2 separate regions of the Mus musculus genome follow, and region 1 is linked to region 2. The links are chromatin contacts, called in public Micro-C maps. All regions are on one chromosome and are shown on one strand. The core of a region is the stretch at or near the end of the contact, and the rest is flanking DNA. Distances in the headings are between cores, read along the strand shown. Region 1 has its middle 210 kb from the start of Lmx1a. Region 2 overlaps Lmx1a (LIM homeobox transcription factor 1 alpha).

Region 1 (7,717 bases), core at 3,539-6,038, 110 kb before region 2:
ACTTACTACCACAGAAGTCAGCATTCATCATTGTTTAGCATTCTTTCACCATCTGTAGAAAGAGCCCATGCAACCAGGTAAGTACACACAAACAGAAACAGTTGGGACTGAGTCCCAAATAAGAAAAGTACAGACACAGTGAAGGCTGGATCCCCTTGGATGCACTTCTTAGAAAAAAGTTTCCCGGAGCTGCACGGTGGCTGAAGCAGAGATGATCATTCATTAGGTAAAGCACTTGCTGTGCACAAAGTCCTGAGTTCAAACCTCAGCATTTGCATAAAAACCAGACTAAGAGCAATAGAAGAAAGCACTGCTATCAACCTCTGGCCTTTACATGTGCACACACACACAAAGATAAGAAGAAAAGGACATGGGAAAGCTGGGCTTGGTGGTGCACACCTGTAATTTCAGCACTCACAAACTTGAGGGAGGGAAGATTGAGAGTTTAGAGCCCTTCTAAACTTCAGGACAGCCTTGGCCGAATACCTAAACTCCATCTCAAAATGGGAAAGACTGTAAACCAGGGATACAGCACCTACCTAGCATCCACATGGCCTTAGCTTCAATCTCTAGGACCACAAATCTAGGTGAGAAGGGTAAGGAAAATAAAAGGAAGGGAAGAGAAATAAACAGGGCAGACGGCTTGATGGGCAGCTTGGTGCTGCTCTCTGTGGCCATGTAAGGCTGCCTACCACGCTTCTGCTCTCCGATGGACCATGCGTGAAGACTGGATGAAAGAATGTCTAGATGAAGGAAGGAACAAAAAGAAAAGATGGAGTAAGGGGAGGAGAGAGATGGGGGGTGTGGATAGGGGAGAGAAGTGCAGAAGAAGGAGAAGAAAGAGAGGGCCAGGATAGGATGGAGAGAGAATGGTGGAAGAGATAGCAAAGATGTGGTCAGAGGTTGGCCTGAGCCCATGTGTGAAGTTCCCACACTGTGGCCACCAGGTCACCCAGGAAGAAAAGATCAGTTTGTCATCATCTTCATTTCATTCTCCAAACTGTCCAGCTATAACATCTACCCGGTTCCGTCTGTGTAGGTACCAACGTCCTCCATGCTGGGATGCTTCCCTGAGTCATGACTCCACAGTCTTACAGCCTGCACCACTCATGGGTAGGGGGATAAGCAAGTCTCACTGGGCAGAAAACCACGGAGAAAGATATATCTATCAGCGCCAAAACTGTGGGTTGCCCTTCTTCCAGAACACAGGAGTCAGGTTCTAGAAGGTGAAGGGGAAGCCATAAAAATAGAGTTCTCTCGAAAAAATGTACCCTACATTAAATCCAGCCATGGCTACTCTGCAAGGAGATAGGGGGAGGAAACAGCTAGGATCCCAGTGCTCACTAAACAATCTATTTGCATAGCTCTTCTTTTTGTGAAGGGAAACATATCAATCATCATTATATCAATAGGGAATCACCAGGGAACTCCAGTGCAGAGGTCGATTTGAACTTTAGCTGTGGAGTGTCCCATAGAAACATCACCATCCTGCTTGCTTCTCCTTTAACACTCGCTCCTTCTGCCCTGGGTTTGGGTCCATCTGAGCAAAGACCTGCTCTGACCTGGGTCTCTGAGCTGAGTGAGGAGGTGGTGATGAGGCCTAAGCACATCCCATAATGCATCTTTCCTGTCACTCTGGGTTCCCCCCCGCCCCCAAGGGTTATGGACCTCCAGCATGATGGCTCCAGTAGTTGGATTCCAGGTCATCACTGTGCCCTGTGTAATTTAGGAGCTGCTTTGATTATGCAGGTGGATAGAATGGTCTTGCTTGTTCTCCAGCAGATGTGTGGTTGAAATCCTTTCCCTGTGATTATGACTTTGTTTGGTCGAAAGGACAGTAACCCGAGAAAGCTGATTCAGGAATGAAGAACAGAGAGGCAGCCACTCGGTGAATTTTTGAACTCTCCAGATTGCATATTTGGCTATCCAACCCCTAAGCCAACCTTATTATTAAGCCTAATTATCAGCCTCAGCCACAGGCTCTAAGGCTCCGAGAGGACCCGAGCCCGCTACTGTAGGGAACAGTAAGTAAAGCAACACCCTTTCACGTACAACCATCTTGTCAATCGAAAGGTTACGAGTCCTTGGGTAATCATTGGGTCAAGGTGGGTCTAAGTGCCAAAAAATGATAGAGCCTCAAGAATGCAAATCAGTCCTCATGAGGACAGTAAAATGAATTAGTATGTGTCTAATGTGGTCTTATCTCTTTTGAGTATTGATTACTGGGGAATAACATGCAACTTCTGCCTCCTGTAAGTACTGCATCACCTTCAGAGTGATTCACTTGATAAAAGTGTGAGAATGAATATGTTTCAGAAAAAGTCATCCTTTCCCACCAGCCAGATTTCACATAATCAGATAACCTCTCAGCATCTAATTGTGGTACCATCTAATTGTGAAAAGCATGTGCATTTCTATGTCAACAAATAGTATCTCAGCAATACCCCAGACTCTCGCATCCAACCATCCAACGAGGGCCAGCGCTTGCTGTCACATCTGAGGACCTGAGTTTGATTACCCAGGATGCATGTTTCCCAAATTGCTCTTGGACCTACACACATGGGCCATGGCATGTGCGTGAACATGTATAAGCACACACCCACCCACCCACACATGTGCATACACTCATAGGTGCATACACACAGGTGCAGACATACACACACACAAATAAATAAATTAAAATGCAAGAAAGCATTCAGAGAACAGAGAGAATGGGAATGTGTTGCTTCAGGGGAGAAGAATATAAGGAACCTGGGAGAAAGAGTGAACGAACCCGCCATGAGCAAGATGCTTCCTCAAAACTTAATGTTCTATTTTAAGCACTTGTGATCATAACACAGGTCATATATGATGTATCAAGGCTCCACTTCAAATAGAGTCCAATGTCTCTTGAGACTCAATGAAAACTCTTAGCTGTGGGATCCTGTAATTTTCTCTCTCTCTTTTTAAAGATTTATTTATTTTATGTATATGAGTATACCGTAGCTGTCTTCAGACATACCAGAGGAGGGTATCAGATCCCATTACAGATGGTTGTGAGCCACCATGTGGTTGCTGGGACTTGAACTCAGGACCTCTGGAAGAACAGTCAGTGCTCTTAACAGCTGAGCCATCTTTCCAGCCCCTGTAATTTTCTATTACATTACATACTTTAATACATAATGCACAGAATAGACACACCTGTCCCTAAAGAGAACAATGAGGGTACATCAGATTCGAGCAAGACCAGACAATCTAGTAGGGGAAACCCAGGTTCTTAGCTCGGTGGCAATATCCTGGACTTGTGCTGGCCTGATGTGAGCTCCCATGGGTTTTATTGAGCTTGTTAAAGCCATGCTTCCTGGCGGGCACACATGGTCTTTCTCTTGGGCAGGTTATACTTGGTGCCTACAATCAGAAGATATTTCCATTTCAACATCTCCAGCATCCCAAGTCTCTATTACAAGCTAAGCCTCCACATGTACTGCTTCACACAATGGCCTCTCAGGACCTCTCAGGAAAAAAAAAAATCCAACGTTGCTACATGATGCCTGGCTTCTACTGCCATTTCTCCAGAACAAGTCCTTAGACAGAATCAGGGTGCTTTTGAGTCCTTGGGTCTGATCGCAATGTAGACATTAGTTGAAGTGGTAGAAAAGACGCTAGAAAGGCGGCTCTGGGATTAAGCACTTGGTGCTCTTGCAGAAGACCTGGTTTCCGTTCCCAGCACCCACATAGTGGCTCACAACCACGTGTAACTATAGCTCTAGGAAATTCAGCTCCCTCTTCTTGCCACTGCACGCACATGGTACACAAACTCAGGTAAGTACACACACACACACACACACACACACACACACACACACACACACTTATAAATGAACTTAAAAGAACTTAAAACGGTAGAAAGTAAAATATTCAGTTTATTAGAAAAAGGCTTGGTGGATCCTCCTAAAGAAAAAGACATTTACACATACCAGCAAGTCCACTCCAATGTGGATTTCAATTCAAAAGAACGACAACGGGTGCTGGAACAGATTCCTATGCATGGACGTCCATAGTTCACTAGTCACATAAGCCAACCCTGGAAAGGACTCAAGTTTCCATCACTAAATGAATGAACTGACAGAATGTACTACACCCATAAACAAAAATACGCAGCCAAGGAGGGATAGGCATTGGTACTTGCTACAGTGTGTGTGTGTGTGTGTGTGTGTGTGTGTGTGTGTGTGTGTGTGGTGGTGGTGGTGGGGGAACAGACGTGAAATATAATGGTAAGTGAACCAGATGCATGAGGTCACATCACAGATTATTCCGTTTATATAGATTTTCCTGAGTAGATATGCCAGAGAGACCAGATATAGATCGGTGGTTTCCAGGAACTGACCTGAAGCTGAAAGTGAGGAGTGACGATTTAAGAGCCCTAGGGTTTTCTTTGGAAGTGATTAAAACATGGACTTGACCAAGACTCCATTGCACAGCAGTGGAAAGAGACTACTCACTGCTGGACCACCGCACCACTGTGTGATCTCAGATGCTTAATGCTCCCTCTTGTGAAATAAATCCCCTCCCTCATTCTCTCTAGCCAACCTGAATCCTCAGGACGTAGTGAAATACATATCGGGTGACACAGAACCTGAGTGTTCACATCACTGTAGAAAATCTACTGGAGAACACCAACTTACCAGAACGAGGAGTAAATGTCAAGAGACGGTCTTGGTTCATCCCGGCCTGGTACTTGATAAAGGCTCTGTGTTCAGTCTTATAAATCCTGGTCTTCTTTGGGGAGCAAGCATACTCGGCTCCACATTTGCAATAGATGCCCACTAGAGGGCAGTCTACACACCCGAAAATGGAAAACTGACCAGAGGAGGAGGCGGCTAAGGGTTTCTATTATTTTTAGCATCCTGAGCTGAGTTAGTGCTAAAGCCAGTGTCTAAAAGCAAACACTGCTGTGATATAATATAGCATAGCACTCTCATCTGTGGGATGGCTCTTGGTTTGTGGAAATTTTCTTTCTTGACTATGTAGGTTCCCAACCGAATAGGAATTGTTGAGTGCACAGGAAGTTTAAACTGAAGTAGTTCAGTCTATTCTAGGACACTGAGAAAGAGAGATACATGCTGCAGAGAAAGATGTGCACAATGTGCACGCACGCACGCGCGAACACACACACACACACACACACACACACACACACACACGCACATGTGGAAAGATGCATGGAAATAAATCAAGTAAAGACGAATGGCTTTGGGCTGGGGGTCCCTGTCTCTGCCTTCCGGCTTTGTTATTGGCTCCTTTTCCTCAAAGCTGTCACTGATGGCTTCATGGCCAATGGCCTGTGCCACCACTAAATATTCAGGGTAAATTCAAACTCTGGACTTCCAAGTGGTAGAGCTCTAATGAAAGCAGATCAGCTCACGGAGCCAATTGTCTGCTTACAGGACAGGAACTAACTCCAACACACAATGAAAACATTTGAAAACCATCATCTCTTCTGGGACTTTGGCCAGCAAGAACATGTACACTGTTGGATTTTTCAGAATCACTTCAAAAGGTTATTGCAACCAGAGAGATGAACAGGGGTTCGGAGTGGCTCTGGCTGTGCTGCTAATACAAATGAAGAAAATCCAGTCGGCCAGCTCAGCTCTGTATCTGCAGAATTCCATCCGATAGGACTCAGTGGCTTACTCTACCACTTGGTATTTGGGGAACTAAGATGCATTTCCTTCTCATCTGAATTCAGAAATTTTTCAGGTCAAAAAACATAAACTCAGCAATCCTCGCTACTCTGGAGGCTCAGACAGGAGGATCACAAGTTCAAGGCCTGCGTGGGCTATAGAGTGAGTTCAAGAGCAACTTAAGTGAGACCCTACTTACAATTTAAAAAATAAATAAATAAACAAAAGAGAGCAGAGACCTAGCATGCTTTTGGCACTAAGGTCAATCCCCGTCACTGAAAGTAAATATAATTAAGTAGTTGCCTTAGTTTTTGAGGACCAATTCCTGCGGGTCTTCAGGGATGATGGACCAGCTATTTGGCCCCAGAGACGTGGATAAAAGGTCCCCCTTCCTTTCTCACCCCTGCTTCTTTTTACTTCCATTCCCAGCCCTGAGACGGAATTACTTTAAATTTAGAGCATTCTTTCTAAATTTTCAGCTCTTTGGAAAAAGCAGCCAAAATGCATTCCTTGCCTTAGCTATCCCTGGCCTTAGCTATCCCTGGTCTTAGCTGTCCCTGGCCTTAGCTGTCCCTGGCCTTAGCTGTCCCTGGCCTTAGCTATTAGCTGCTAATGATGGAAAGGTGATGGAATTTATGATTCTGCTGGATTTTGAAAGAAAGTGTTTAAAGCTGATTCTCTGAATTCTTCGTAATTTTTACAAGTTTTGGGAGACGTGTACATTTCATGTTACTAATTCAGATGTTCTACCTATGTTTCAGATCCCTGGAGCACAAGACCAAAATGACACAGAAGGTTTTTTTGGTTTTGTTTTGTTTTTTGTTTTTTATAAAAGATTCCCTCTTATTTGACCCAAGGGACATTAAATGCTTCCCATTCTTAAAAGCATATGTGGCTGGGGCCAGAGCTGTTTGGTAGAACGTTTGTCCACCATGAGTGAGAACTTAGGTTCCAGACACACCACACACACACACACACACACACACACACACACACACACACACACACACACACACACAGACACACACACACACACAGACACACACACACAGACACACACACACAGACACACACACACACATACACACACACACACATACACACACACACACACACACACACACACACACACACACTCACACACTATCTAAAATCACTGACATACAAGACAAGCAGCAAGAATGTGCTAGAACTCAGAGAATTATGGCCAAACTTACACCCATTTACACAATATCACATCTCCTTAAGATATTTACATAAGAGCCAAATGGAAGCAGTGTTTCATACATATACAGTAGAAGCACACACACATACACGCAGATATACAGATACACACATTACAGACACACACACATACGGACACACAGAGATGCACACAGACAGACAGAGATGCATACATACTGGTTTGGGAAACCATGAAAGCAAAACAAATGTGCCAAAAGCTTTTAATCTTTTCAAACACTGAGCATTTGATTTGGGGTCCCTTACGGGTGTACATACTAAATACTTGGAGAAGCAAGAATTGCTAGTGAGTAGCTGGTTTTTGGGGGACCTCACACTTCTTCCTACCAGCCCCAAGCCTCCATACCCCTCGCAGAAGTGCCAAGTGCCCAGAAAGCCTAAGAGACTTAAGAGCTCACAGCTCTAGGAAGCTCATGCCAAGAGGGTCTTGTATACTAAGACCCTTGCCTTGACGTGGTTCAAGCCTGTAATGTACTTTAAGGCTCAGAGTCCCTACCACCACCACCACCACCACCACCACCACCACCAACAACAACAACAACAACAACAACAACAACAACAACTTGCTCTGTCTTGGCTTTTGCTTTCCCTGTCTTTGTTCTTCTGGCTTCTGTGGGGGAAGCTTTTCTTTTATACATTTATAAAGTCCTCACCAAGAATTCGTTTCTGGGGAACTTGATACAAAGAACCCACTTAGCTTTGTGTAACTCAAGGGTTCATTCATGGGTTCACTTTCTTTTATTAATGTATCCACTCAACAGCTTTGCTCTGGGTTCCTGCAGTGTCTCCATACAAATTAAAGCCACGTGACC
Region 2 (7,637 bases), core at 3,405-5,904:
CTGTATATTTTTAAAGAGACAACTTTTAAAGTGAATTTGTAAGGCTGCTGGACTTTCTAAATTTGTAAAATGTTTTATATCATGTGGTTTCATTATTACTGTGTGATCTTGGGATGAACAAGAAAGGAAAGGTTGTGGATCAACAATGATATGTTTATTGTCAAGTTGACTAGGGATCAGTTGTGCTGGCTAGCTTCATGTCAATTTGACAAAAGCTAAAGTCATATGAAAGGAGAGAACCTCGTTTAAGAATAATGCCTCCATAAGACAGGCTGTAGGCAAGCCTGCAGGGAATTTTCCTAACTTACTGAGTGGTGCCATCCCTGGGCTGGTGATCCTGGGTTGTATAAGAAAACAGGCTGAGCATGCCAGTGAACATTACCCTCCTATCCTTTCTGCAACAGCTCATGACTCCAGGATCCTGCCGTGTTTCAACTCTTTCCTGTGTTTCACCACAGCAATAGAAGCCCCAACTATGGCAGGGCTCTACATGATGGTCTTTGGGATGTGTACAGAGAAACATCAGAGAAGTACGCACACAATCGACTGAGGCTACTGGTCACAGAAGCCTTTCTTTCCCCTCCCTCTCTCCCCTACTCTTGCTATCTTTACCCCATCCTTTTCCAGGCAGGGAAGTACAGACTGGCTGCAACTTCACTCCATGCTCTGCTTACATCTTCTTGTACAGCCAAAAGCTGCAAGAGGCACAACTATGAGTCTTGTTGAAAGTCTACTGCACAGACTCTACCACATCCTAATGACCTGACTTATTCACCATTGGCTCTTGCAGCCTCGGTTTGCACAGAGGATAGAAGCAAGCGTGCTGACTATATCTCTTAGCAAGTAAGAACTGAATAAGAACACATACATGGAGTACGTTGACTGGCTATGTCTCTGCCTTTTATATCTGTAGAGTTTCCCTACTTTCCCCAAAGGTGGTTTTCCACATTTACGGACTTTATGAGTCCCACCCTAAGGCAGCCCTTCTTCCAATGTGAGTTCTTCCACTGACTTCATCTCTGTTTCTGGCATGCCAGGCAAAGCATGTTCCACAGACCCAGCTATGGCCCTATCCTTGGCAGAGTTCATCCACATTATTTCTCATACAGCATTATTTCTTACTGCTGACTTCATCTCTATATCCTGTGCTTGGAACCAGAGCAGAAAGCAAAGGGAAAGAGCATCTTACCCCAGGGAAAGGGCCAGGTAGACCAGAGCTCAGGGTTTTGCCTATATCACCTGTCTCGAAGAAGTCACTCCTGTCCCTGGACTTTGACTTTCTTGTCTTTCATTTTTTTATTAATATTTTTATTAGGTATTTTCCTCATTTACATTTCCAATGCTATCCCAAAAGTCCCCCATACCCTAGCCCCCACTCCCCTACCCACCCACTCCCACTTTTTGGCCCTGGCGTTCCCCTGTACTGGGGCATATAAAGATTGCAAGTCCAATGGGCCTCTCTTTCCAGTGAGGGCCGACTAGGCCATCTTCTGCTATATATGCAGCTAGAGTCAAGAGCTCCGGGGTACTGGTTAGTTCATAATGTTGTTCCACCTATAGGGTTGCAGATCCCTTTAGCTCCTTGGGTACTTTCTCTAGCTCCTCCATTGGGGGCCCTGTGATCCATCCAATAGCTGACTGTGAGCATCCACTTCTGTGTTTGCTAGGCCCCGGCATAGTCTCACAAGAGACAGCTATATCAGGGTCCTTTCAGCAAAATCTTGTTAGTGTATGCAATGGTGTCAGCGTTTGGAAGCTGATTATGGGATGGATCCCTGGATATGGCAGTCTCTAGATGGTCCATCCTTTTGTCACAGCTCCAAACTTTGTCTCTGTAACTCCTTCCATGGGTGTTTTGTTCCCAATTCTAAGAAGGGGCAAAGTGTCCACACTTTGGTCTTCGTTCTTCTTGAGTTTCATGCGTTTAGCAAATTGTATCTTATATCTTGGGTATTCTAAGTTTCTGGGCTAATATCCACTTATCAGTGAGTATTGTCTTTCATTTCTTAATGGTACATTCTGCCTAAACACCACATAATGCCAAGACTTAAAAGTCAGAGAGAAACGGGAGAGTGTGTCTTCTCAGAGCACAGTTCTCAGCCAGAGAAGCCTGAGATGTCAGTATCTAATCCCTGTGTCCAGACAATGTTTGACAGTGTTTGGCCGTGGTAACCCTTTAAACAATATATTTTACACAGTATCATTTACACACAGATGCACATGCACACATGCACATGCGCGCACACACACACACAGCAGTTAAATCAAAACTGCATACCCTAGGTAAGTATCTTCTAGACTGTATATATTATGCAATCTATTATTTAAAAATGCTAAGCCTGTATGTATTATATAGCCTAAAAAAGATGTTGTCTGGAAGATAATATTTTACTCCTGAGTCATGTTTGAAATTCACTAAAGCAGATAGTCTCCTAACTCATTCTCATTTCTGCCTTGTGTCTTCTGCCTTGTAACTATGGAGACAAAAAAAAATGTTTCAGGCACAGCTATAAAAGCTTGACACTGAAGCACTACTAAGTAACAAGCTGGAAGCAACCATAAAGTAAAGAACTTCAGAAGCAATGGTTTACTCTAGCACCCTAGGCATTACAGTAGCAAAGTGGTGGCCTGCCAAGGTGGCGTGTGAATACCAGCATCTGCTGTGTGGTCTAAGGAAAAACCACTCTGCCGCTCTAAACAGGATGCATCCTTATTAGAACCTACATCAGTCCCCCAAGCAGTGGACCAAGCAGAGGGAGCTTATGGGGGACACAGAAGGGGGTGAGGGAATCTTTATCAGATACCCAGTGCTGTGAACTGTGCTGTTTGTTGGGTTTGTCGTTTCACTGTATTTGAGTTAGAAGTATGAGGTACTTTACGGATTCACAGAGAGCATCATACTCCCACCTTGACTTGGCGCGTGCCATCTCAGCTCTGCAGGAAAGAATCTTGGGAATGCAGAACACATAGGTCTCTTCTCCACTTTCAGCACACATGTTCCTCAAAGAGGGAACAGAATCTATCAGATAAATCCAAGACTAAGTCTCCGCTGCTATGCCCCTTACTAGCTCTGGGAACTTGATCAAAACAGAAGCCCTCGCTTTAGTCATCTGCAAAATGGGAATGATAAGCAGACTCCCCCGCCACCACCACCACCACGTGTAAACACACCCCACAATCTGTGCAAAATAAAGTAATGAATCAGTTCTTGACACACAACAACTTCTCAATAAAATTTTTTTTACAGTGGTGATAATGATGTTCGTGATGGATAAAGGGAGTGGAAATGAAATATAAAGCAAGAATTGTATTTTTTTTTTGAAGACGACAAATCATAATGACACAGGCTGGAAGAATGAGCCTCTAGAAAGCAGCCTGGGGTGGGGAGGTGCTTGGAGCTGCTAGTAGAGGACTAAGGCTTTGAACAAAGTAAGGGCCTTAGAAAAAATCAGATCTGGAGAAGCAGGGCCTGACTGTCGGCTTACATGCCAAGCATGGTATGAGAGAGTGAAGAAAGCCTGCCAGGTCTGAGATCTTGCCTGCTGGGATAGGCTCAGAGAGAGTTTCCCTGCAGCCAACCTCACAGGACTCACCTGGGTTTACTGAGAGAGTTGATTTTAGATGCGAACCTGATCTGATTAAGGGATGTGCAGGTAGCTACTCAATCAGGACTTCTCAGTGTCCCTGTGGAGATGGGTCTGGAGAGAGTGGAGTTTAACCAACAAATGGAAATAGCCACACTCATGTAGCTGCCTAAGGACCACACAGTTTGTTCTCAGATTTCTGACTTGGGGACTTGCACAACCCCCACCAGATCCAGCACAGTTGACGAAAGGCTCACTGGAGGTAAGGAGAATGGCCAGCTCAGTTTGTTTCTTAGGATCAGCTTGTCTGGCACGTTTAGCCACAAGCCCTTACGGTGTCCTCCAATGTCCTGCATCCCTGCTCTATCTTACGCTAGCCACATACCTCTTGTGCCCATTTACACCCTCCATGCTGATAACACAACTTCTCACATGCAGGAATCACCGAGTATGGCAACCTTGTGCAAACTCACAAGCTATCAAAGACCTGACTGAACTAAGAACAAAAAGCGAGCTCCCGTGACAGCACTCCAGACAACGCTTAACCAGAAGTGTGTTTGGAAAGCACAAGATCTTTATCAGCCTTGGTGCAGAGTCCTCAAGGCAGACTCACAAAGCAACTGGACACAGACAAACAGGAGGATGGAGGTCCAGATAAACATAAAAGACATGAATTCCCATTGAGCCTCCTCCAATTTACCAAAAACAAATCAAACCTTGGAAACTAGACTATAGCAGGTCACACGCCTTTCCATAGTGCTACTGGGCCTGAGTTGACGAGGTGTTTGAATCCTTCGGTTTAGGAAGCAGAAGACAGGAGTAGGAGAAAGGGTCTAAGGTGGTTCTTTAATGGCAGGAATCCGCTCTGTTTCCACCCTCTCCACCAGGGGGCAGCATAGCAACATTCATTAAGTACCATGTTGACTTGGTAACTGAGGTCATCCAGGCAGAGACAGGGATTGGCCATAAGCCAAAACTGTCTGCTGGAAAATCTGCTGCTGGGAGCCTGGGAGAGCATGTGGCTAAACTGAAGGAGAGATGGTGAAAGAAGAGTATTCAAAAGTATTGGGAACCAAAAGCATGGCTTGTGGCCTTAGAAGAAGTGACACAAGCAACCTTGTCAGCTGGCTCCAGGTCTCTGTCCTTGAGGCTGAGCCAACAGCACCACAATAAGCAATGGGGCACGTGGTCCTGAGGCGGTGGGAAAGTCTGCAGAGACAATAGACATGGCGAGATCATCCATAGGAGACGGTCTTAAGACTCCACAGTGGTGAAAAAATGGAAAACAATAAGTGGCTGGCAGAGCCAATCAGAGTTTCTGTCTCCTGGTGACTCCTGGGGAACTGGGCAGAGGACCATACAATGGGATGAGTGAATGAGAGAAAGGACTGTTAACGGTGATGTCTGTAACCCAGAAGCTCCGGGAGGCCTTACTAAGAAATAGGTGTACTCTTTGCATCTCAAAAGACCTCTGGCAATGAATGAATAGATTTACCTTGAAATTATAGACCACGCATATCTTTCTTGTTCTCAAAAAGAGTGTTTTCCAGTCAGCCAAACTTAATAGGTGTGTGTGTAAGGGGGGGGGGGGGAATTACAGGTCTAAGACCAATCAACATGTATGCAAAACTTGGTTCTCTTTTTACAAATATGAGTTTCAGAATCTCTTGGCTCTCCAATTTCCATTAAAAAAATACAATCATGTTATGTCATGCAACATATTTTGCAGATTTAATGAGATAACTCATCTAAAGAATCTGACACATGTTAGCTGCTGTCCATAAGCTATAGCTATTGGTTTCCTTTATTGAAATCAATTTAGCATATCTACCCATGTAAATATTTGTCTAAGGTAATATATTTCAAGATGGTCATTGAGTTTGAACCAGAGCCTCAAATATTATCTCAAGTCTATATTCGTCATTATTGTAACAAATTAAATTAAACTTCAGTAAGCCTTTCGCATTATTGGAAAGGAGAGCAACAAGCAAACATGAATAGCCCAGCCCTTGAGAGGAAACGGGGTGAATTTCATTCAGGCTACTATGGCTGTGATAGCCTACAGCAAATATTGATAGTAGCCAGCCCTTGTTGTATGGCACCCACATTCATTGCCTATGACCTAGCATATGTTCAGGAAGTTATCAACTCTATGGCTGGCCCACCAGAGCCACTGGTTGCTATTTGGTTAATACTGAGATTATCTAGCAAATATTTGGACCAGACCTCTGCTCTGCGTCACTTCCGATGTCAGTTGACTGTTTCTTTTTAGACCACTGGTCCTTGTTTGGATTTGTATCAAGACACGCATGGCCTTACCATACTCTCCTAACCTCCTCCCCTGAGAGATCAGTCATCCTCTTCATAAAGGGAAAGAAACCATGATCCCGGAGGAGCAGTGAGCTTGATCACAAGGAAATCTAAGATTATTGAAAGGACCGGCCAGCGCTTGTGGCTCAGCAGTCAAGAATGAATGAGGCTACAATGCCACAGGCTGGCTGAGGTAGAAAGGTTCCCCTCAGGCTTCTAAAATGGAGGGGGGGAGGTGAGAAGCTAAATGAGCAGACATAGGGTAGGACAGTGGACCTCTCTTTCCTCCCCTCCCTCTTTACTTCCTTGCCAAATTTGTCTATGAAACCAGGCTCTAGAGCAAAACAGTGTGGTATAAGTGTGGGTTCCAATAACCCAAGCCAAGGTGGCAGGACTTAGAGTATACACTTTCCATATTGTCACAGAGGCATGGTAAAACATCAAGAAACATAAAACAGACATATGGAAAGTATATGTTTTCTTCTGGAGGAATGAAGGTTTGGTTTCCTTTGAAAACGCCAGTTTTCCTTTCTCTTTATCCTCATTAGCCTCTTTGGCTGCTCTTAAGCACACCCACCAAACAACAGAGGGTGGAGGAAGAGATATTTTTAGCTGATATTCTGGGCACAGATTCCCATTCTTCCACAAGTTTTGGCTTAGCAGCATGGCACCAGGCCAGTCCAATATATATTCTTAAAGGGAATATATGTTTCCTGGGTGCGTTCTCTCTCTCTCTCTCTCTCTCTCTCTCTCTCTCTCTCTCTCTCTCTCTCTCTCTCTCTCTCCCTCTCTCTCTCTCTCTCTCTCTCTCTCTCTCTCTCTCTCTCTCTCTCTCTCTCGTGTGTGTGTGTGTGTGTGTGTGTGTGTGTGTGTGTGTGTGTGTTGCATTAGGAAGGACAGGATATTATGAATGATGCTTTGATGGGAAAGATCCTGGGATCCCAGCAGGGGGCGACACCGAGAGCTCCATGAGTCCTGTTTACCCTGACCACTGTCACTTGTCACTCATGATTTCTATTGTGCTGTGCATCAAAAAAAGAAGAAAGAATAAAATAATATTGTCACAACTCAATGGTTCCTCATAGAATTAGCAGATAGCAACAGTACTGTAAAAGGAACTAAATATACCTTGAAGACAAAGAAGGGTGTTGCAAAGCCACTAGCGCCTTGGCAGGTTGGGTGAAAATCCTCACGGAGACATGAAAACCAAGGGCTGTTGCTGAGGGCATTTTCAGGTAGAAAGAAAAAACAGCTCTGAGTTATTTGGGTTTCCAGAAGGCCTTTAGTTCATGGACCTCAAAGCAGGTGTCATCTTGCACGACATCTGAGCTCTATGTACAAGTGAGGGTGTTGCTCAATGGTAAAGCCACCGCCTGTGCAGGGTTTCAGGTTCAAACTCTTGCACCACAAAAATAAAACGAAACAAAAACTGTTTAGTTTGAGAGAATGAGAGAGAAGTCAGGCTTTGATATCTGTTGCTCTCCAGAGAGGGTGATGGACAGCGGGTCCTGCTCTTCGCGCCAGCATCCCTCCCGAAGGCTGCCCTTTCCAGGTAGACTTGGGGAGCCTTGAGGGCTCCCTAAGGGCAAATCTGACCCAGTACATGCGGCACGGTCCTTGTTTCTTGATGGTTTTTATTTTCACCCTTCTATTTTTAAACCTTCCTTTATTAATTAAATTCTTCAATTATCTCGCACCTGTTCATTCAGCTCTCTCACTTGCATCAAACCCGAAAGATGCCAG

The links. Hi-C and Micro-C count contacts between places; a contact is called where the count stands out from the background.
Region 1: a contact with region 2 is called in a Micro-C map of the AtT-20 cell line, with 3 times the contacts expected there. The contact joins two enhancer-like sites. A contact is called at or near these places in 12 of 484 Hi-C or Micro-C datasets (the AtT-20 cell line, adipose-derived mesenchymal stem cells, cerebral cortex and 8 more).

The regions. Positions count from the first base shown.
Region 1 is chr1:167,893,567-167,901,283 of GRCm38.p6, reverse strand. No RefSeq gene overlaps it. Among named protein-coding and RNA genes, the nearest start is that of Lmx1a, 210 kb to the right of the region's middle. Within about 2 kb of position 4,788, at least 3 of the 459 cell types and tissues checked have an H3K27ac peak or open chromatin away from gene starts, as enhancers often do. A contact at or near this core is called in the AtT-20 cell line, where this site is marked.
Region 2 is chr1:167,779,163-167,786,799 of GRCm38.p6, reverse strand. The region is part of intron 2 of Lmx1a (LIM homeobox transcription factor 1 alpha); the gene reads right to left. Among named protein-coding and RNA genes, the nearest start is that of Lmx1a, 93 kb to the right of the region's middle. Within about 2 kb of position 4,654, at least 16 of the 459 cell types and tissues checked have an H3K27ac peak or open chromatin away from gene starts, as enhancers often do. A contact at or near this core is called in the AtT-20 cell line, where this site is marked.